2 separate regions of the Pan troglodytes genome follow, and region 2 is linked to region 1. The links are chromatin contacts, called in public Hi-C maps. All regions are on one chromosome and are shown on one strand. Each heading gives the region's core, a stretch centred on a gene start, on an enhancer-like site or on the middle of the called end of the contact. The rest is flanking DNA. Distances are from core to core; before and after follow the strand shown. Region 1 overlaps MYRFL (myelin regulatory factor like). Region 2 holds the start of CNOT2 (CCR4-NOT transcription complex subunit 2).

What was found. Hi-C and Micro-C count contacts between places; a contact is called where the count stands out from the background.
Region 2: a Hi-C map of induced pluripotent stem cells shows a contact between it and region 1, with 1.8 times the contacts expected there. The contact joins the promoter of CNOT2 here to the enhancer-like site in region 1. A contact is called at or near these places in 3 of 7 Hi-C or Micro-C datasets (induced pluripotent stem cells and stem cell-derived neural progenitor cells) and 1 of 1 datasets of contacts at active chromatin or transcription factors (stem cell-derived excitatory neurons).

Annotation. Positions count from the first base shown.
Region 1 is chr10:76,640,796-76,644,148 of NHGRI_mPanTro3-v2.0_pri, forward strand. It overlaps MYRFL (myelin regulatory factor like), which reads left to right. Exons shown (of 25, transcript XM_016924934.3): 9 at 218-328; 10 at 2,003-2,093. Among named protein-coding and RNA genes, the nearest start is that of MYRFL, 79 kb to the left of the region's middle. Within about 2 kb of position 1,691, at least 3 of the 24 cell types and tissues checked have an H3K27ac peak or open chromatin away from gene starts, as enhancers often do. A contact at or near this core is called in induced pluripotent stem cells, where this site is marked.
Region 2 is chr10:76,976,983-76,980,335 of NHGRI_mPanTro3-v2.0_pri, forward strand. CNOT2 (CCR4-NOT transcription complex subunit 2) reads left to right here and starts at 1,665. Exons shown (of 17, transcript NM_001280492.1): 1 at 1,665-1,697. LOC134807584 reads right to left here and starts at 2,022. Exons shown (of 2, transcript XM_063786926.1): 1 at 1,563-2,022; 2 at 534-1,125. The coding sequence starts at 2,022. The coding sequence ends at 1,055.

The DNA of each region.
Region 1 (3,353 bases), core at 441-2,940:
CCCTTCAAGATATTCCATGGCCTTCCTGGCAGCTATTCCTGATCATGCTGTGGATAGCAGTTAATAATCGGGGACTAGAATAAACTGTTCTCTCAGTGTGGTGAGAACTGGGAACCAAGCATAGTTGAGAGTCTGAAAGTGGATTAGATATGATCAGAGATTTGGTGTTCTCTCATAGTCTCTTGGTTTTTTTTTTTTTTTTTGCTGTTTGTTTTAGAATTGACCTACTGGCTGACCAGGTCACCAAAGTAACACTGGGACGATTACACTTCAGCGAAACCACAGCAAATAATATGAGAAAAAAGGGAAAACCAAATCCAGACCAGAGGTACTGGTGTCACTGTGTGCATGGCAGTGTGGCTGGGTACTTTATCTGGCCAGGAAGTGCCCTCCTGGGGCCCCTCTGATCTTCCTGGTGCTACCAGCCAGAACACAGGGCCTCTAAGCCACTTTCCTCCCTTCTCTGACTCTCAGTTTATTAACATTTCTCCTTTACCTGTGGACATCTTTCTTCTCCCAACCCCATGCCCTGCAATGCCCACTTTCCTGCCCTGCCCTATCTCTGCCTGGCTCGATTGCCTCCACGTTTTTCTAGAGTGACCACATGTTTATGTCTCATTGCCATCCACAGATTGAGGGCTGGCTGCATTTCTCAACCAGTGTGCTGATCTCTAGTCTTGAAGTTCTGCTATGACCTTTTTGATTAAAAAAGAAAATAACTTGTTTTCATGATTTAGACCTGTGGTTTTCAAAGTGTGGTTCCGGGACTAGCAGAGATGGAAACTTGTTAAAAATGCGAGTTCTCGGGCCTTACTGAAGAATCAAAAACTCTGAATCGAAAACTCTGGGGATGGGGCTTAGCAATTTGTATTTTAACAAACCCTCCAGGTGACACTGATACATGCTCAAGTTTGAGAACTGCTGGTTTTAGAACATAGGTTTTGGAGTTGGATAGAATTGAATCTGACTACTTGATACTGGCATTTACTGGGTGGGTGACCTTGGGCATATAACTTAACCTCTCTGAGACTCATTTTCCTGTCCTATAAAATAGAGACAATAACAATATTCTACTCCGATAAAGTTGTTTTGGGGCTCTAAATAGACTAATGTAGGTAAACTGCTTAGCCCGGTATATGACACACTGAGCTCTTGACAGTAACTAATAATAATAATGATAACGGTTACTACTCTTACTGATTTACTTTAGATGCAGAGGGAAACTCTTGTTCTCTAAGAGAATAGGAATGTTACAGAGGAAGCTGGTGAAGTTTTTTCATGCAGTTCTTGGGCAAAAGCTTCTTTGATGTGGATAGTTTTAATTTTGACTTTTAAGAAGTGGTCTAGTCTTAAAACTGTCTCATCAGTGGTACGTATGAAGAGGAATTGAAATAACAGTGATGAAAATTGCCTTGGAAGCAATCGAAGGGGAGGTCTCAGTCTTTGGCTAAAGTCAAGCCCTGTGGTTGTTGAAGGCACAGGATATATGGCCAAGAGCAGGCTGAACTGGGAAGGATCCAGTGTGGTGGGGCAGACCCTAGGAGTCAGTCTCCATTAAGGCCCAGGCCATGTGGCTTCTGGGGCTCTGAACAAAGGGACCTTTAAGGTGGCTTCCTGTTGTATTTGTGAGCCATGCTGTGCTGAGGGCTCAGGACTGCAGCATAGAGAGGCCTGTGCTGAATCAGCACAGATAGGCTGACTCCAGACCCCTCCTGGGATGTCTCTGCAGGGTGGCCTGCTTTCCTGCTCTTTTGGGGCATGTAAAACAGCTCACAAATACCACCAACTGGGCAAAGAGCTGACCCAGAACAATAGCAAGTGAATCAACTACTCTCTTGTTTCACTGGGGGGACAACTTAGAACAGAAGGGAAAAGGCAGTCTTTAAATAAGCAAACTCTTCTCGATAAGTTCACTATTGATCAACTGTTGGGTGGTATTTGATTGTACAAATTGTGTCTCCATTCCTGATGCATTGGCATTGGTCTGCTGTCTCTGAATTAGATACTTCATGTTGGTGGTTGGACTGTATGCTGCTAACCAAGACCAGTTCTATCTGTTGTCTGCCCACATCTCTGAAAGGATCATTGTAAGGGTAAGCTCAGTTCTCTGACTTTTCTGGATCTCACATGCTTTCCTCCTATGTAGGCAGAATTTGAATTTTCAATGGTGTGCTTGAATATGCTATTTCGATGATAATGATAGTAATGGCAGAAACTATTATTTTAGTTTTCACACAGTGGTTCACAACCAAGGGCAATTTTGTTCTCCAAGGGTCACTTGGCAATGTCTGGAGACATTTTTGGTTGTCACAGCTGGCATCTAGTGGATAGAGACCAGGCATTCTGCTCAGTACCTTACAATGCACAGGACAACCTCCACAACAAAACATTATACCTCCCAAAATGTCAGTGGTGTTGAGGTTGAGAGACTCTGGTTTTTACTCTATGGTCTAGGCACTGAGCTAAACAATTTATATATGACATCATTTTACATTGTTATACTTTCACATTACATTATTTATACCCAGAGCAACTGAGGCTTAAGAGACTAAGTAACTAATCCATGATCTCATGAATTGTAAATGATGGAGCCTGGATCTCTCTGACCCTAAAGCCCACAGGGTGGGGAAAGTGGTAGGAAAGCATTCCAGGCCAAATGTGATTGGTGGTACCAGGGCATCTGGGCTACTGTCTAGCACATGGGAATGGCTGGTTCAGCACATTTTGCTGAATGAATGATTGGTCACAGCTGTGCAGGGGAGTCTTGGCAGGCACAAAACATAAAGCTGTTGGTGGCTGCAGCTGCAGCTGTGTGAGTTCAGGCTGGCCACCACTGAAAATACCAGAGGCATGAAGTAACAGGTAGCCACAGGCCTGGAAGCCCTGGGAGGGACTGTGTTGTTATGGATCTTTGAAGTGATACAGGGAGGCCATGCAAACTCCAATAGAGAACAGTGTTCACTGTGGGCCTGCCCATGTATGTGGCTGTTAACCTGAGGCCCTGAGGAAGAAAAGAAGATCTGCCCATTTGGGGAAATGGCATCTCTCCTTGCCCGTGTCGAACTGTTCTGAAACAAAGGGCCCTCTGTAATTCCTTTTGTCAATTAAAATTAATAAGCCTCCTATTAGTGGAAATCCTTTAACTATGTCTCAACGTTGTAATGGAGATGAAGTGATGATAGAAATGAGGTAAAACACTTATGTGTTCAGCAATCCCAGGGTTAGGGAAGGACATGCACACCCCAGGCTGCATTTTTGTGGGTTCTGACATAACATGCAGCAAATGAGGATCATCTGGGGCAGAGGCAGGTGGGGCCCTCTCCTTGCGTCATAAGCCAATACAGAGGTGCCTG
Region 2 (3,353 bases), core at 415-2,914, 340 kb after region 1:
ACACATTTATTATGAAAATGTTTGTTGTTCTATCTCTTCCAGTAAAATACTCAAGGTAATAAAACTCTCATATCAGACTTACACCCTCTGGAAGTCATTCCATAGAGGTATATTCAATCTTTTAACACACCATCTTATGGTTGAAGATGTTAACATGAGAAGGAGGAGAAAGCAGGAAGAGGAAGGGACTATTTGCAGAGGACGGGGAGAAAGAAAGACACTAGTATGTGTTGTTCCTCCTCGAATTTTCCTGAAGTGAAAAAAAAACAGTGAAGTAGAGTGTTTGATGAAATCAATAACCAAGCAAAACATTTTCTACCTACACCAGTACCACTAGGAGTTGAAATAAATTCACACAATGTCTGCTGATATGTCAAAACACCTTACCTTCAAAAACATGACAGTTACCTTTTATTTTATAGTATGCTTGTGTTTCTTCCTATTTCTTGCTTTTGACTTTCAATGATAAATGTAAACTGGATTACAGTGATTCTTTTGTAAGTAAAAGGTGACTTTTTAAAAGAAACAACCAATGGAAATAGAAATTTTATTTACTTCAAATTAACTGTACTTCAATTACTCAAATAGAAAAGAATAATTTTCACATTATGAAGCTACACAATTCCAAAATACACATGCTGAGGCTCTTTTTAAGTCCGAATTGTCTAGTAATTACAAAAAAGTGAAGAGTTTACAGATATACAAGGAAATAAAGGCGAATTATTGCAAAGAAAACAAGTTTAATTTCACTTTGAACGACAACGATTTTTCTGGAAAGCAGATACTTCACTCCTTTAAGTTTCCACCCAAGCCACAATAATTTCAAACGGTCTTGCGGATGACCCAGCTGGTCACTCTTGTTTATGTGGGGACTGGAGGTAATGAGAGCCAAAAAAAGTGCTATAAACCTAATTTGGCTAGAGCAAGTTCACACGACACGACCGTGCTTTAAAAACTTGCTCTCCATTATGTACTTCCTTCCATCAGGTTGGGGGGAAAAAAATGGTGGGGATGGTGAGTAAATACACCAGTGGTTTCATCAGAGGGGAACTCACTACTCAGGAGGTGACGGTGACGTGGTGCCGGTCCCTGAAGTACGCGCACAAGCTCCGGAGGTTGCGGGAGCTGAGGGAGGAAACAGGGACACGGTCAGATTCGCTCCAGGTGGCGGGAGTGAGGAGGGGAGGAGTGACGAGGCGGACGTGCGGGGGCGGGGGTGTCCAACACAAACACAAACACGAACACGCTCAGCGTCCCCGGGGAGGGCGGACTGAAGCCACCTCACCATTCATCGCCCCTGGACCCCGCAGTCCCCCCTCGGACTCAGGGCCAGAGCCTTCTGCGAAGTAACCTAGCCCCAGGGAAACGGTAGCGGCCGCAGAAGCCCCGCTCTCTGTAACGGCCGCGGAGGAGCAGCAAGCCTCCCTGTGAGTCGGTGGGAGACAAGACGGAGCGGCGGTAAGGGCGGTAGGGAAGTGAAGCGCCTCTCTCCACCTTGTTACAAGCGCGCTGAAAGCGGCCTACCCACCCCATCGCTGCCGTTTTGCAGTCGTCGCTCCCACCTTCCGCTGCCGCCTGGAGGGAAGCCGGAGCGACGGGGGTCACGGCGGCGGTCAGAGGGTAAAGGTCTTGCTCCCAGCAGCCTCCGCGGTGGATACGTCGCCATCTTGGATCCGCGGGACAAGAAAATTCATGCGGTGAGTTTTTGGTAAATTTTCGGAAGTCTGGCAGCGGGGCGCGCGGCGGGGGCGGCAGATTCGGGGCCCCCGCAAGGCGGGGGAATGCCCCGGGGCCGGTCCGGTCGCGCCCAGGGTCCGCCGGTAGCGTCCCGGCCCACCGCTCCCCGTTGCTTTTGTCTCGGCTCCAATCGAGAGAGGGAGAGCGGAGCGGGCGGGGAGGGGGGTGGCGGCGGTGGAGGGAGGGAGGGGGTGTGTATGGGGGTGGTGGTGGACCGGACGTAAAGCGTCGCTGTACTCGGGCCGCTGCAGCAGCAGCAGCTCCAGATCCTAGGCCCGGTCCCATCCGCGAGTGGTGGGGCTTCCCCAGACTCCACTCCCCTAGGCTCCCGCCAGCGCGGAGGAGCCGCTGCCGCCGCGCTGCTTCCTGGGGGAGAAGAGAAGACGGCAGCGGCCGTGGCCGACGAGCTCGAGCCCGCTTTAGACGGCTCTGCCGCCTTCCTGGCAGCTGTTGCTGTCTGTGGCTTCTTACCTTCTCTCAATACACGTATATCATCTGCCAGTTATGTGTATTTCTGTTAGTGTGTTTGCAAGTGTCAGATGGGAGACACTGGACTGGCTAACGGGTGTCAGGAGCCTGCAGGCCCTGGGATACCGAAGGCTGTGCATGGTGGAGGGAGAAGGAATGCAACTGCGATGCCGCCTCTGCCACCGCACCAGGAAGGTGAAGCTTCCGTAGTGTCGTAGACTGAGTCCGGATGGTCCTGGGGCGGCGGAGGAACCACAGGCGCTTCTGTCTGTGAAGTTGCAAGCCCTGGGTTTCTACTTCCGCAGGGGCCTCTCCACCTTTTGCTGTCGTAGGTCTCGCTTAAAAGTTTAACAGAAGAAAAGAGTAGGGTTAAAAGAGGCCTTTGTAGTTCTTCATTGAAGCACTGTTGTCTGTCCGGGTGAAAGCCGATAACTCTTGGTAACTGTGGTCCTTAGCAAAAGAGAATTGGAGTTTTCTTTTATACAAAGTATTTCCAAGGTTTTAGACCTTATATTTATTCCAGGCCTGTAGGTACGTTATTACTACCACAAAAGTCTTACATAAGGGTACCACCCTCTCAGAGGGAACCTAAACATCAACTTCCTTCGAATCCTTGGAGACGTCTTCACTTTTCAACATCCGGAAGACTGAGTGCAACATATTTTGTTTCATTTTCATAAAAGTCTTGGTCAGAGAATCCCACTCGTTTTAAAATCGTTTGGGCAATTCCTCATAATTAAGTACACTGCTTTGAACCCTTAGTTCTTGGCGAAATGGTAAAAAGTACTCAGTTAAAGTCAGTTCACGAGGGAGGCCAACTTGAATTTAAGGTTCAAAGTTGGACATATTTAGTGTCATGCTTAATATTAGGAATTTTTAGAGCTCGGAATCATAAGTGTGACTGTTGATTTCCCTTTTGAAGCAATATAAATGGAAAGAATAAAGTATGGGGTGAGGGATGAGATAGAAATTTTAAAGTATCCATTTACATGCAAGGTTGATGTTGAGTTTGGGAATGCTTGGCATAATTGACAACAGTTCTTTCCAAACGTCAATGAATAAATCTCACAATTTTGTAAGGTAACTATTGCAGATTGAAAGGGTTAAGAATCATAGTTGGCTGAAATGGTTAAGTGTCTATATTCAGA